Regions from separate parts of the Sus scrofa genome. Here region 1 is linked to region 2. The links are chromatin contacts, called in public Hi-C maps. All regions are on one chromosome and are shown on one strand. Each heading gives the region's core, a stretch centred on a gene start, on an enhancer-like site or on the middle of the called end of the contact. The rest is flanking DNA. Distances are from core to core; before and after follow the strand shown. Region 1 overlaps LOC110257380 (a long non-coding RNA gene). Region 2 overlaps SLX4IP (protein SLX4IP).

Region 1 (7,428 bases), core at 3,180-5,679, 1.1 Mb before region 2:
ACGCCGGATCGCTAACCCTTAGCTGTTTTTTAAGGATCAGTATTTTAAAGTGTTCTATTGCTTTAGGATCTTGACAAGAGAGAGAGGAGGCCTGTATTTCCCAGCAGGCAAGGTAAAGCTAGAAGGCCAGAGACAAGGAGTGGAGGAAGTGGTGTATATATGTATGTGCGTGTGTGTAAAAATATTCTTTGCTTTGTGCCACAGCTTTCTGAATTTTGGCTCTACCATAAAGCTTGCTGTTACTTTGAGACCTAAATGAAATACCTTTGTGCCCCTACACAAAATCCTTCCAGTTATCTAACATGTTATATTCATCTGCTTAATGCAAGTATTGAAAGACAAAACAACATATAGAAAGCTCACAAGGACCAATTTTTAATGAAAGGTTTCAGAGTTAATTCTTACCTTGTAATTTTATTCCAGTTGATCTTTTCACTGAATACCCCAAAAATATTTTTAAACAGTTGGCCATGAAACAGTATACCTCTAACATCTGCTTGTTTGTAGAAATGTAAAAACCCTAGATGGGACTACATAAGGAAAAGAAAAAAAAGAAAAGAGAAAAATCAACGTAGAACATAGGTAATTTCAAAGACACTCATTCAAAAGTACCAACTATCTTTTAAAAATCTGAATCTAAAAATATTCTTTAGACCTTTGACTGAATTTAACACACCCTGCTTTTTTTAAGCCAAAAAAAAAAAAAATACAAAAATTTGATCACAGTTCTTCATATATTAATGTGGCACTGGAAACTATCCAAAGGTTAAAAATCAAGGAAATCATTTAGCAAATGAAGGCATGCTCATTCATGAAGATGTTTTATTGCTAAAATAAGTAATTGACATGAAAATGTATGTTCTTAATATTATTTAAAAATGGAAAGGTATAGTGTTGTACAAGAAGTATGAATGCTCAAACACCGTCAATTAAAAAACAATGTCATAGAAAATAAAACCAGAAGAAAATTTGCTAATCCATCCATAGTAGAAGTACTTAGGAGTGATGTTTCAGTTACTATTTGAAAAATGGCTGTATTATTTCCTTCTTCAGTTTAATGGCTTTATGCTTTTTATTAGGATGCATAGAGCCTTTAAACTGAAGAAGGTTTTATTAAGATGCATACAAGACACATGAAGATGTAGTTTAAGTTGTGTGTATCTGTGTTTCTAGTCTCAGTTTATTCTTTCTCAAAATGAAGGCATTCTGAGTTCCCAGTGTGGGGTATGGGATCTGTGGCATCTCTGCAGTGATGAAGGTTTGATCCTTGGCCTGGCATAGTGGGTTAAAACAATACAGTGTTGCTGTTGCTGTGGCATAGGTTCCAATTGCAGCTCAGATCTGATCCCTGGCCCAGGAACTCCATATGTTGCAGAGCAGCCCAAAAAGAAAAAAAGAAGGCATTCTGGTATCCCATGGGTCTATAGCATAACAACACTCTGAGTATTAAAAAAGATAAAAATACGGAGTTCCCATCGTGGCTCAGTGGTTAACAAATCCTATGAGAAACCATGAGGTTATGGGTTCAATCCCTGGCCTCTCTCAGTGGGTTAAGGATCCGGCATTGCTGGGAGCTGTGGTATAGGTCACAGACGTGGCCTGGATCCCGCGTTGCTGTGACTCTGGCTTAGGCCGGTGGCTATAGCTCTGATTCAACCCCTAGCCTGGGAACCTCCATATGGCATGAGTGCATCCCTAGAAAAGACAAAAAAAAAAAAAAAAAAAAAGATAAGAATACTTAAAAAGACTAGTAAGAGTTTACCTGTATTTTAGAGGTGGCTCAGTAAGTTTGTTACTAAAATAAGACTCTTATTTAGGGAGAAACTTGCATCTATTTGTGATGCAGAAATAGAAATAATAGGCAGACCCTTCTTCCCTTATGGTAGAGGTTTCCCTTCCTATAAGATAGCAGCGTGTCTGGCTTGGGACCCTTGGAGAGTTATTGCTTTTGCTTGAAATTCTGGCTTCTGAAATGCTCCTTGAAGGTAAAAGTGGAGCCTGCTTGAGTGCCTGCTTCCCTGAATGTTTTGAATCATCAAGAGCAGCACTAGACTTTTCAAGCCAAAAGTCCCAGAGTTTGGAGAAGGGAGGCTTCCAAAAGCTGTGGCTTTCCCCATAGTTCTGCCCCCAACGCTTTTCATGTATCCCTCATCACCACCCACTCAATCCTGCTCACAAACTAAAATGCAGATAAGCCCCGGTTCACATAGCCTGAACCTCGAGAGAAACAGGGCAGCCTAATGAGACTCAGAACCTTGGTCCCGAAAAGTGCCAGGCTTCCAGGGAGATGGTTCCCTTTCCCTCATCCTCCTGCTCTGCACAGAGAAGCCACGTCCAGGCCTTTGCTCCTGGCAGAAGCCTGGTGTGGATGGCTGGGTGTTTTTCTTTCCACATTCAAATGAACATTTATTGAAGGCTAGATAACTCTCCCTTTCATTTTTTTAATTCTTTTTTTTTTTTTTTGGTCTTTTTAGGGCCGTACTTGCAGCATATGGAGGTTCCCAGGCTAGAGTTCGAATTGGAACTGTAGCTGCTGGCCTACACCACAGCCGCAGCAACACCAGTTCTGAGCTGCCTCTGCAACCTATACTGGAACTCACGGCAACGCTGGATCCTTAACCCACTGAGTGAGGCCAGGGATCGAACCTGGGTTCTCATGGGTACTAGTCAGATTCATTTCTGCTGAGCCACGATGGGAACTGTTAATTTCTTTCTTTTAATTGAAGTGTAGTTGGTTTATAATATGGTGTTCCAGGTGTACAGCACAGTGATTCAGTTATACATCACATAGGAAATATTGTTTTTTCAGATTTTTTTATCAATTATTAAATATCGAGCATAGTTTCCTGTGCTATATAGGTGGTCCTTCTTGGTGGTCTGTTTTACATAGAGTAGTGTGTATGTTAATCGCAAACTCATAACCCTTTCCCCTCCCTGTGCGCCTTCCCCTTTGGTAACCTTAAGTTTGTTTTCTGTCTGTTGGTCTCTTTCTGTTTTGCAAATAAGTGTATTTAAATATTATATATATAATATTTAAATTATAAATATTAATCTAAGCAATTATGTAAGCAATATCACATGAGATTTGTCTCTGGCTTACTTTACTTACTATGATAATTTCTAGGTCCATTCATGTTGCTGCATATGACATTATTTCATTCTTCCTTATGGCTGAGTAATAGTCTATTCTGTGTGTGTATGTATATATATATCACATTTTCTTTATCCATTCCTCTGCCAGTGGACATTTAGGTTGCTTCCATGTTTTGGCTACTGTAAATAGTGCTGCAATGAACACTGGGTGCATGTATCTTTTCAAATTATAGTTCTCTCCAGATAAATGGAAAACATAGAACATTCTTTGACATAAATCACAGAAATGTCTTTTTGGTTCCACTTCCTAGAGTCATGAAAATAAAAACGAAGATAAACAAATGAGACTTAGTTAAATTTAAAAGCTTTTGCACAGCAAAGGGAATCGTAAACAGAACAAAAAGCCTACAAAATGGGAGAAAGTATTTACGAACTGAACAAGGGATTAATTTCCAAAATATACAAATAGCTCGTTGAACTCAATAACATCAGCAACAGAAAAACCAATCAAAAATTAGGCAGAAGATCTAAATAGTCATTTCTCCAAAGAAGACATATAGATGGCCATTAGGCACATGAAAAGACACTCAACATAATTGTATTAGAGAAATGCAACCCTAAACTACAGTGAGGTACCTCCTCACACTTGTCAGAACCGCCGTCCCCAAAAAGGTGACAAATAACAAATGCTGGAGAAAAGGGGATCCTCTTACAAGGGTTGGTGGGAATTAAAGTGGTACAGCCACTGTGGAGACTAGTATGGGGTTTCCTTAAAAACTAAATATAGAACTATCCTGTGATCCCACTCCTGGCTGGTTGGTATGAGAGTGTGTTTTGAGTCAGCGGTTAAGAAGGAGGAAATGGTTTTAACGAGGGCAGCTGAGCTCTGCACTGTGGGTACAAGAAAACCTCTTTTGGACCTTGGATGCCCTCACTGCCTCCAGCGGTTGGTGCACAGTCAGGGACTGACCATATTCCCCCAACTGGAGATCCACTAGCTTTTAGCAAATGCCCCAGAGTCCCCCCTCTTTTTCTAAAATCTGTGTATCCTTTTCCTGCTTGTATTAACCATTGGTGGAAGGGAAGGGACAGGGCACAGCAAGCGCATTCGGAGGACGTTCTGTACAAACCCAAGAAAAGAGACCTATTGTCAACTCTGCGGCACAGGCCCTTCTTCCTGCCCCAAGCCTGTGGCTCTTTGTCCAGTTTCTTGTGCTTTTGTAGGGTGGGGTGGAGGGGTCTATAGGACTCTGTCTTTTTGCCTAGAGAGCAAGCAGGGAGGAGGAGGAACAGGGGGAGGGAGAGGAGAGGAGGGGAGAGCACAGTTGTGGCTTTTGGAGAATGCGGTTAGGTTCCAGGCATCTTGGGTGGGGGTTTGTGAGGGTAGTTGCTGTACTTCCTACATGTTCCAGTCTGACTTCACAGTTTAAGCAAATACGCATTCAGTGACCACAGCACAGTCATAAAATAGACTGTATATCATACCTAAGTGTCATCACCATCGTTTAGAGGAATGAAAGTCAGCATTAACATGTGGTGAAATATAATAAAGCAGGTGCTTAATCTTTGACCCCCAGATCTTGTGCAATTTCAGGTTTTTTTTTTCCCCCTCTCATCTCATTATTATTATTATTATTTTGTCTTTTTAGGGCTGTCCCCATGGAGGCTACCAGGCTAGGGGTTGAATCTGAGATCAAGCTGCTGGCCTATGCCACAGCAACACTAATGCAGGATCTGAGCTGGGTCTACGACCTACACCACAGATCATGGTAATGCTGGATCTTTAACCCACTGAGCAAGGCCAGGGATCAAACCTGAGTCCTCATGGACCCTAGTCAGGTTCTTTAACCACTGAGCCATGACGGGAACTCCCTCTCCTTATTATAATGGGTATTTTATTTTATAGGATCACAAGGGATGACATAAAAGTGTAATAATTGCTGAAACTTATGAAGTATTTACTAGAGGGCAGGGACAATTCCAGGGCATACAACAAAAACAAATTGTTGATATTGTGGATTTGACTCTCTTGCAATCAGGTACAGAGCCAAAAATTACAATCTTTAGAAACAATCGTAAATTGGGATCACATGAGTTTGTGTATAAAGCACTGTTATGCATTATTGAAATCTTTTTTTGTCTTACATGCATACATAAATCTTAAAGGTATGCATTTATAACATTTAAAAGCATGTTTTAGATATTTAAGCTGCACAGAAGCACCTTTAATTTCATATGGCTTTCTAGGTATGTGTGTATTATTTTTCAGTTAGTTTTGGTGACTTCTTAAGTCTGTTTTCTGATCTCTCCCTTGCCCCACCCCTTTCTCTTTCCCAATCTCTCTCTCTTTCCTTAAAACAAGACAGCTAAGTTGTCCTTGAACCAGTTTCAGTCTCAAAAGATTTAGTAAACAGAAACACTTTGTAACATTTTCGATGGGAGTTCTTAGCAGATGTGTTCATCCTCTCCAGGCTTTCCCAACTGTTTAATCTTTTCCTCCAGAGTAATTCATTGTAATATGATGGGCAGAACCCCAGGCGGGATAATTCCTCCAAAATGGGCCAGCGCCAGAGCGAAAGCACCATCATTCTTCAGGATGAAAGCCGTCACCCCTGCAGGGCCGCCCCAGCCATCGTAGCTGTGGGCTCCTGAGGGAAGAGAGAAAGGACAAGAGGGATGGCTGTTTGGGTCAGGTCAGAAGTTTGTAATTGGGGGAGTTCCCATCCGTAGCTTAGCAGTAACGGATCTGACTAGTATCCGTGAGGACTTGGGTTCGATCCTTGGTTTCATTCAGTGGGTTAAGTATCCGGCGTTGCCGTGAGTGTGATGTAGGTCACAGATGCGGCTCAGATCCCGCATTGCTGTGACTGTGGCATAAGGCTGGCAGCTGCAACTCTGATTCGACCCCTAGCCTGGAAACCTCCATATGCATCAGGTATGGCCGTAAAAAGACAGGAAGTTTGCAATTGGGCTGAGGTGTTTTTTTTGTTTTTTTGGGTTTTTTTTGTCTCTTGTATTTTTAGGGCCACACCATGGCATATGGAGGTAGGGGTCGAACTGGAGCTACAGCTGCCAGGCTTATTCCACAGTCACAGCAACGTGGGATCCAAGCCATGTCTATGACCTGTATGTACCACAGCCCATGGCAACACCGGATCCTTAACCCACTGAGCAAGGCCAGGAATTGAACCTGCATCCTCATGTATATACTAGTCGGGTTCTTAAACCACTGAGCCACGATAGGAACTCTGGGCTTAGTTTCTTTAGAGCCACCGAAATAAGCATTAACCACGACTTTTAGGGAACAGAGTATGGAGTGAGGCTGAAGGCATGGAGATAATTGTTATAGAAGCAGGATGTCTGGTCAGGCAGAAATTTGTTCTGTTTTTAGTTATTTCACGTTGCCAGTTACTGTTCTTTCTAGAGTGAGTAACCAAGTCAACATAGAGAACACAACTCTTCTAGGAATAAGCCCCAAATTTGTTGTTTTTAAGTTATGCTGCTGTTAGGGGGCAAATGGCTATTCATTTGTTTCTCTGGACAGTCGTGTAAAGGGAGGTTTTTGTTTGTTTGTTTTGGGGTGGGGGAAGTCCAGGTGAGCAAAGGCAGATGAAGTCCTGCCACCCCTCTCTGATAGCCTTTGTCACAGGAGATGGAAATACTTTCTATCTCTAGTCTCCATGGCCTGCACCCCAACTCCCCCAGGTGTCACTAAGAGCTGTGACATCACATGCCTTGGAGTTCCCATTGTGGAAAAATGGAAATGAATTCAACTGGTAACCATGAGGTCACGGGTTCAACCCATGGCCTTGCTCAGTGGGTTAAGGATCTGGCGTTGCCATGAGCCGCGGTGTAGGTTGCAGAAGTGGCTTGGATCCCATGTTGTTGTGGCTGTAGTATAGACTGGCAGCTGTAGCTCTCATTTGATCCCTAGCCTGGGAACTTCCATAGCCACAGGTGCGACCCTAAAAAAACCAAAACTCAGGCCTTACACAGTCAAGCCTGTTGTTGGCTATTGAAGATACTGCAGGGTCCTTGATCAGCCAGTACTTCCGATGTCATGCAGAGCCAGTGGATTGGCCGGGAGTGGGATCAGCTCAGCTCAGGAACACAGTTCTCTGTTCTGTTCTACCACATCTAACTGTAGTCGTTTTTCATTACTCTCTAATGGATAACCCCAAATGCCGTGTCTTAAAACCACATGAACAATAGTAGTATGTCAGTTCCGTGGGTCAGGAGTCTAGACATGAGTTAACTGAGTCGAGTCCTCTGCTCAGGTTCTCACTGGGCTGAGATCAGGGCGTCAGGGCTGGAGTCTCACCTAAAGCTCTTTTA
Region 2 (7,122 bases), core at 862-3,361:
ATTAAGTGAAGACAGAAAGAGAAAGACAAATACCACATGATATCACTTACATGCAAAATCTAAAATATGGCACAAATGAACCTATCTAAGGAACAGAAACAGATTCACAGACATGGAGAACAGACTTGTGGTTGCCAAGGAGGAGGGAGAGAGAGTGGGATAGACTGGGAGAGTTTAGGGTAGTAGATGCAAACTATTACATTTAGAATGGATATGCAGGAGTTCCCGTCGTGGCGCAGTGGTTAACGAATCCGACTAGGAACCATGAGGTTGCGGGTTCGGTCCCTGCCCTTGCTCAGTGGGTTAACGATCTGGCGTTGCCGTGAGCTGTGGTGTAGGTTGCAGATGCGGCTCGGATCCCAAGTTGCTGTGGCTCTGGCATAGGCTGGTGGCTACAGCTCCAATTCAACCCCTAGCCTGGGAACCTCCATATGCCTCGGGAACGGCCCAAGAAATAGCAACAACAACAACAACAACAACAATAAATTAAAAAAAAAAAAAAGAATGGATATGCAATGAAGTCCTACTGTATAGCACAGGGAACTATATCCAAGCTCCTGGGATAGACCATGATGGAAGATAATATAAGAAAGTGAATGTATATATATGTATGACTGTGTCACTTGGCTGTATAGCAGATTGGCACAACACTGTAAATCAACTATACTTTAATAAAAATTAAATACTATCAAAAAAAATAAAAAGAAATTTTATTAGAATGACATCCTCATGGATATTTTTCTGGATTGTGGCAATATTTTGGTTTGTCAGGACATATACACACCAAACGTGTGAACCACCTTCAAATGCCTCCACACACACACACACCAACAATAATGCAAGCTGCACACTGTAAGTAATCAAGATATTTCATCTCCGGTAACCAAGAGAATCTTCTCAAGGGTCAGATTATTCCAGCTGCATCTTGGATGCCCCAGAGGCCTCTGTACACTTGAAGTACTCATTATGTTCTGTAAGAAGCCTGTCTATGGAACTGCCAAGGAGAAACTTTAATAAAGTTTCTCGACCTTAAAATACGACTCTATAACTCCTAGGGTAGTCTGTGCCTTTGATCCTGACAACTGCCATGCCCAAGGGTGGGCAGGGGCAGAGACAGCCATGTACACATAAGTGTCTCTGCCTCTGCACCACAGTCATCAGGGCAAAGGTGAATGCCTCCCCAGATACATCTTCGGAAGTGTGCTTATTGGAGAAGAATGCACTTATAAATGCACTTGTGAAAGATGTCACTTGGCAGGTGAGGAACCGCTGTGATCTACAACACTTGGGGGAGAGCAGTGAGAGAGCCAGCAGAGGGAGGTAACAAAGAAAATGCAGAGAGAAGGGTCCACTTCTCAAAGAGAGGCCCATGGAGCTGCCACGGGAGGCCCAATGCTGTCCCCAGACCTTCCCGAAGCTCAAGCACAAAGCCGGATGCCGGTTCTCTGGGGCACTCCGCTCCCCTATCATAAAGCATCCTTTTCAGTTCCAGTACTTGACACAGGCACATTGTTTCTTGCTCCAAAGAGCCCTGATTAGCAGCAGCCCGATACAGTCCTTACTCTCTAAATAAGGCACTAGGTTCTCTTGAGTAATCTTCCAGATCCTCACCCCATAAGGATTCTCAGTTGTCTATGAAGGAGCAGGACGACCTCAGTGCTTTTCCATGTGCCTTGTGTTGTCTCCCTCCAGACCCCAGTTCAATTCTGTGCGGGACCTAATACATCAAACTCGGGGCAGGCATCTGGCACAGGCCCCCAGGGAAGGCAGCGCTCCCAGGGGACACTGTTGGAAACCGGAGCACCATGCTCTCGGGGGCCCCTGGCTCGGCCTAGGTACCCCACTCCCCAAAAAGGAGCAGCTTTACATGAGCCGCTCCACATGCTGGCCCAAAGAAGGAGGGACAAGAGGATGAGGACAAACGATCAAGTCACGACAAGGAAGCACACACACGCAAGACAGGCCACCAAGCAATGGCCACAGCCTGAACCCAAGGCTCCCTCCGTGAAGGCACATGCTTCCCGTCCTGGATGGAGGCCCCGGGAGGGAGGCGGAGGTAAGTTATGGTTGACAGCTCAGCGGTCAGACAGTGACACCCCAGAGAACACCCATGCCTCTGAATCAGCAGGCCGCAAAGACAAATAAACTGCTTTTCACTTTGCGATCTGGCTTATACATAGTGGTTAAGGGGGAAAGAAAGAGGAAGTGACCGAGGCAGTGGGCTGAGGTGTAGAGGCTCCAGTCCCCACCACCCAGGCCTGCTTGGCCCAGGACCCGGAGACCCTGTGGGCCTTCCTTTTCGGGTTAACCATGATCCTTATTTGACTACAAATGGGAAAAAAAAGGGGAGAGAGAGACAGACAGACAGACAGACTGACAGACAGACAGACTGACAGACAGACAGAAGGGAGGAGGAGAAAGCAAGGGAAGAAAGAAAAGGAAAAAGAAAAAAACTCCATATAGAGATGTTTAAGGATACATATCTAAAACGAAGAAAGAAAGGGGCATCTAGAGAGAGAACAGCTTTTAAAAGCAAACTCCAGAGTTATTGCCTGGGACTTATTCAGTGACATTAATAACATTAAGGCTCTGACCATATTTGCATAACTATATTATATGACCTTTCAACATCACTTGAGACAGAAGAATGTCTTCTTCAGAATCATGAGCTTCTGTAAGAAGCACCTTCGGACATTGCTTACATAAGTCTTCATTTACTTGACAAGGTACAATGTTGTTAAGGGCAACAGATCATTCGCAAAAATTCTTTAAAAGAATGAATAGGAATTCTGGTAGCTTTAAAAAATTGCAAAATAAGCTGCTTCATGAAACACCCTGGAAGAAAAAAGTTAATCACAATAATTAATATCTGTTGTCATGATGATTATTACTGACATAATGTCTAATGTTTATTAAAATGGTTACCTTTGCTAAGCGCCTAATATGCACCATTTCGTTTAACTCTCATAATAACACTATGGTAAAAATAGTACAATTAGGAGTTCCCACTGTGGCGCAATGGGTTAAGGACCTGGTGTTGTCTCTGTAGCAGCATGGGTCACTGCTAAGGCACAGGTTTGATCTCTGCCCTGACACAGTGAGTTAAGGATCCCACATTGCTGCAGCCATGGCATAGGTCACAGCTGTGACTCAGATTCAATCCCTGGCCCGGAAACTTCCATATGCCAAAAGTGCAGAAAAAAATAAAAATGAAAAAAAATAATAAATTAAAAAAACATAGTGCAATTAGTGCAGGAGATGCTAATGCTGCTGGTCCAGGGAACACAGTTGGAGAAGCAGTGCCTTAGAGAATAATGGAGTCTGTCTTTTCTCTTCCTCCCCTTTGTCTCTGAGCTTCATTCCGGGCCCGGTTAGGATGGCAGCAGAAGCACATGTTCCAGCCTTACACACTAGCGCTGATGCAGAGGCCAGGATCCACGGCCGGCTCAAACTGCCAGACTGAATGCTGGCCACCCCACATGGCTTTTTCTTTCTTCCAGACAAAAGATACCAAAATGCCAAATAAGTAAACTGTTCACAGATCAAAATGGATTTTCAAAATACTTATTTTTAAGCATGCTTTCTAAATAACAACAATGTTCTAGGAATAATTTATAATTATAGAAATTTATAATTTTTTCTGGTTTCAGAAAAATATCTGTGCACTGGCAAAACATGATTAAATACTTAATCATCTTTATATCAGAATTAAGCAAGATGAAGTACAATTAATGTCTTCAACTACTATTGACTTTGAAAAGGCCCATATCAGGTAACAAAGTGAAAGAAGAAAAATGCTAATGACACTTTCTAAGTGATGACTCTATGGACAATTATCCCAGAAGGGAGTTTTTATTAGCACGATTTAATTAACCCATGTTAACAGGTAGGTACAAAAAGCTCAGAAAGACTTAAAAAAAAAAGCTCATCACCTCCCAAAGTGCAGGTCAATGTTAAGCCCTTGATTCAAACCCAGGCCTTTCTGCCTCCAAAGCCCAAATTCTTTGCACTATACCACACATCAAAACTCCCTCTAATAAAAATTTATGGAATTATAAAAACATAGTGCTAGACAGGTCCTGAGAGACTTGCTAATTCAACACCTCATTTGATAGAAAACATTTAAGAGATAAGAATAGACACGGTGGGGTTCCCTTGGTGGCTCAGCCGTAATGAACCCGACTAGTATCCATGAGGATGCAGGTTCAATCCCTGGCCTCGCTCAGTGGGTTAAGGATCTAGCGTTGCCGTGAGCTGTGGTGTAGGTCACAGACACAGCTCAGATCTGGTGTGTAGGCCAGGTGCTACAGCTCCAATTCAACCCCTAGCCTGGGAACTTCCATATGCTGTGGGCATGGCCCTAAAAAGAAAACAGCAAAAAAACAAGAATAGATGTGGTAACACGCCCTCACAGATGGTCCCCACAATCGCTCCCTTCCTTCGTACAAGCACACTGCTCTTCCCTCCTGACCTTGTGATGTGCTGACCAACAGAATATAGTGGAAGAAAGAGTCTTCCAATCCAGATGAAACCCTTAGGAAGCCTAGCAGCTTCCACCGTCATGTTCTCCAAGAAACTGATGCCAAGCTGTTAAGGGAGCTCAAGCTAGACTAGTGAAGGACAAGATGCCTTGTGAAGAGAGAGAGGCATCGTGGAGGAGGACCCAAAATGGCGCAAAGCCTTCTGGAGCTTTCCAGCCCAGTCCGTATCTGAAGGCACCCAAGTGAGTGACCCAGTCAATGTCATGTAAAGCAGAAAAACAGCCCAGTTAGATTTCTGACCCAAGGAATTATGACAGGTTGGGGGCTGGCTGGTGACATAGCTACAGATAACTGAAGTTAACTGACCTGTCCATAATCAAGAATCAGTAGTAAGGGCTGAAACATAAGCCCCCTGACTTCTAGCTCAGCCACCTGGCACTACAGCCCACCTTGTAAACTGACACACAAAGAGAGCACCCCAAGGACTAGTGACCTATGGCTTTACCACGACATCCCATAAAGAAACAGATTCGAACAAAACTACTGTACTTATTTGCTCACAATTCAGCTCTGCAGGAAAGTCTCTGTGTTTCCCTCACCTATTGCTGTTTAAATTCTTTTTCTTCTTTTTAGGGCCTCACCTGTGGCCTATGGATGTTCCCAGGCCAGGGGTCAAACTGGACCCACAGCAGAGGCCTATGCCCCAGCCACAGTGGATCTGAACTGTATCTGTGACCTATGCAGCAAAGCTGGATCCTTAATCCACTGAGCAAGGCCAGGGATGGAACCCACATCCTCATGGACACTAAATGTCAGGTTCTTAACCTGCTCAGCCACAATGGGAACGCCTGCTGCTTAAATCCTGACGCATTAATTTCTCATGACAAAGCTCCAAGGATAGGGACAGGCAATTATCACCCTTGTCTGTGTCTCTGGGGCCCACCCCAGGGTCTTGACTGTCAGGGATAAATGAAGATTTACTAACTGACATGTGAAAAGAATTAGACTAGTCTTCACTCCAAAGAATTACGAGACTAAGAACAAATAAGACACCCAGGTCAAGTCCCTCTAATACTATACAGAATGTCACTGTGAAATAATTACCGAGGGCCCATGACATGCATAAAGTGTTCTTTTCCCAAACACTCTGACAGCACTGTCTTTTATTATTACTCCGATACCCACAAGAAACTCCCTCAAACAGGGGAATAACAGCACTATCCCACAGTTGAAGAAATGGGCGCTCAGGAAGGTAACACAAGCACAAGTGAAGCCCAGTCACAGGTGAAGCCACAATGGGAAAGCAGGAAGCTTTATTAAAAGCCTGATGCTCATTTGACCTTCTAGAACCCTTTCCTCAAAAACCTGAGGATCTATGATGAAAGAACCTAGAGTAACAGGAATAGAACATACAGAACCACAGAAACTTAGGATGAGACATGATGATCTCAGTATGATCCAGAATATATGGTGAATTTTTTCAGGTCATGAGAACTGGGGCACTAGACCTGTCACACGCCTTGCCAGCATCAATATGACACTACGTCTCTGTGAAACAAACAGCATGACATTCTTTCTCACCTCAGATCACCCTTGCAAAATATAGAGGGAACACTTCCAAACTCCTACAAAGCCAGCATTACCTTGATAACAAAACTGCTGGGCAGGGTCACTAAAAAACTCATTTGTGGAGTTCCCACTGTCGAACAGTGGGTTAAGGATTCAGCATAGTCGCAGCTGTGGCATAGGCTGCAGAGGCAGCTCGGATTCAATCCCTGGCCTGGGAATTTCCATATGCTGGGGGTGCAGCCAAAAAACCCCCCTGCAAAAAAAAGTCTTATTCATTACTTGATGTCTGTAATGGTCCTAAAATCAGAATGATATTGTCACATGCTACTCACATGTGACACAAAGTGACACGTGCAATGGCCTGGTTTCCTATATTACGTAATCACGGGTACTCCAAGAGGCTCTTCTCAGAGAAGCATGGAAAAGGATAAGACTAAGTGCACACTGTGCATCTTTACATCATGTCACTAACGGCTGGATGGTTGTACATATGCAATGACTCTTCCGGGAAATGTCATTTCCATGCCCCCCACTCCAGAGTTCTGAGACACAAGGACACTCTGTCAGTCCCACCCCATCTCCCACTTCCTCTGTCCTGCATCCCCAAAACTCACAGCAACATTAACAACAAGAAAAGGCGAGCAGGAAGAGCAGTTAAACGGAATGACACAGTGACTTCAAGGACTCTGCCCCACTGGAAATCCTCCAGTCTTTACTGCCAAGACCAGGGCTGAGCTGGGGTCCCAAAGCCTTCCAAGGGCCACAGGGATCCTCCCTCTCAGCCCTCACTGCTGCCTCAGGGATGCATGTTGTTGGCGGGGGCGGGGGCGGGGGGGTGGGGGAAAGAGCACACCAAAGGCAGTCTTGTGTCACCGAACGCTTTCTCCAAGGCCACTGTGGATTGTCTGGGTGGTTCTGTTTTCTACTGCTGTGGTGTTTCTTGGTGAGGAGAACTGTGAGAAGAGATGAAAAACATCCACAGGCCTAACAGGCGAAGTGTGAGGCCATCTACTCCCAGGCAAACAAAGGCGGGGCAAACAAACGCGGGCATGCAGGATGTCACGCTAACTCA

The links. Hi-C and Micro-C count contacts between places; a contact is called where the count stands out from the background.
Region 1: a Hi-C map of retroperitoneal adipose tissue shows a contact between it and region 2, with 2.0 times the contacts expected there. The contact joins two enhancer-like sites. A contact is called at or near these places in 14 of 47 Hi-C or Micro-C datasets (alveolar macrophages, embryonic fibroblasts, fetal heart ventricle and 10 more) and 1 of 2 datasets of contacts at active chromatin or transcription factors (skeletal muscle).

The regions. Positions count from the first base shown.
Region 1 is chr17:20,475,667-20,483,094 of Sscrofa11.1, reverse strand. All of the region lies in intron 1 of LOC110257380 (a long non-coding RNA gene), which reads left to right. Among named protein-coding and RNA genes, the nearest start is that of TRNAC-ACA, 320 kb to the right of the region's middle. Within about 2 kb of position 4,429, at least 8 of the 83 cell types and tissues checked have an H3K27ac peak or open chromatin away from gene starts, as enhancers often do. A contact at or near this core is called in retroperitoneal adipose tissue, where this site is marked.
Region 2 is chr17:19,404,995-19,412,116 of Sscrofa11.1, reverse strand. The region is part of intron 2 of SLX4IP (protein SLX4IP); the gene reads right to left. Among named protein-coding and RNA genes, the nearest start is that of SLX4IP, 45 kb to the right of the region's middle. Within about 2 kb of position 2,111, at least 13 of the 83 cell types and tissues checked have an H3K27ac peak or open chromatin away from gene starts, as enhancers often do. A contact at or near this core is called in retroperitoneal adipose tissue, where this site is marked.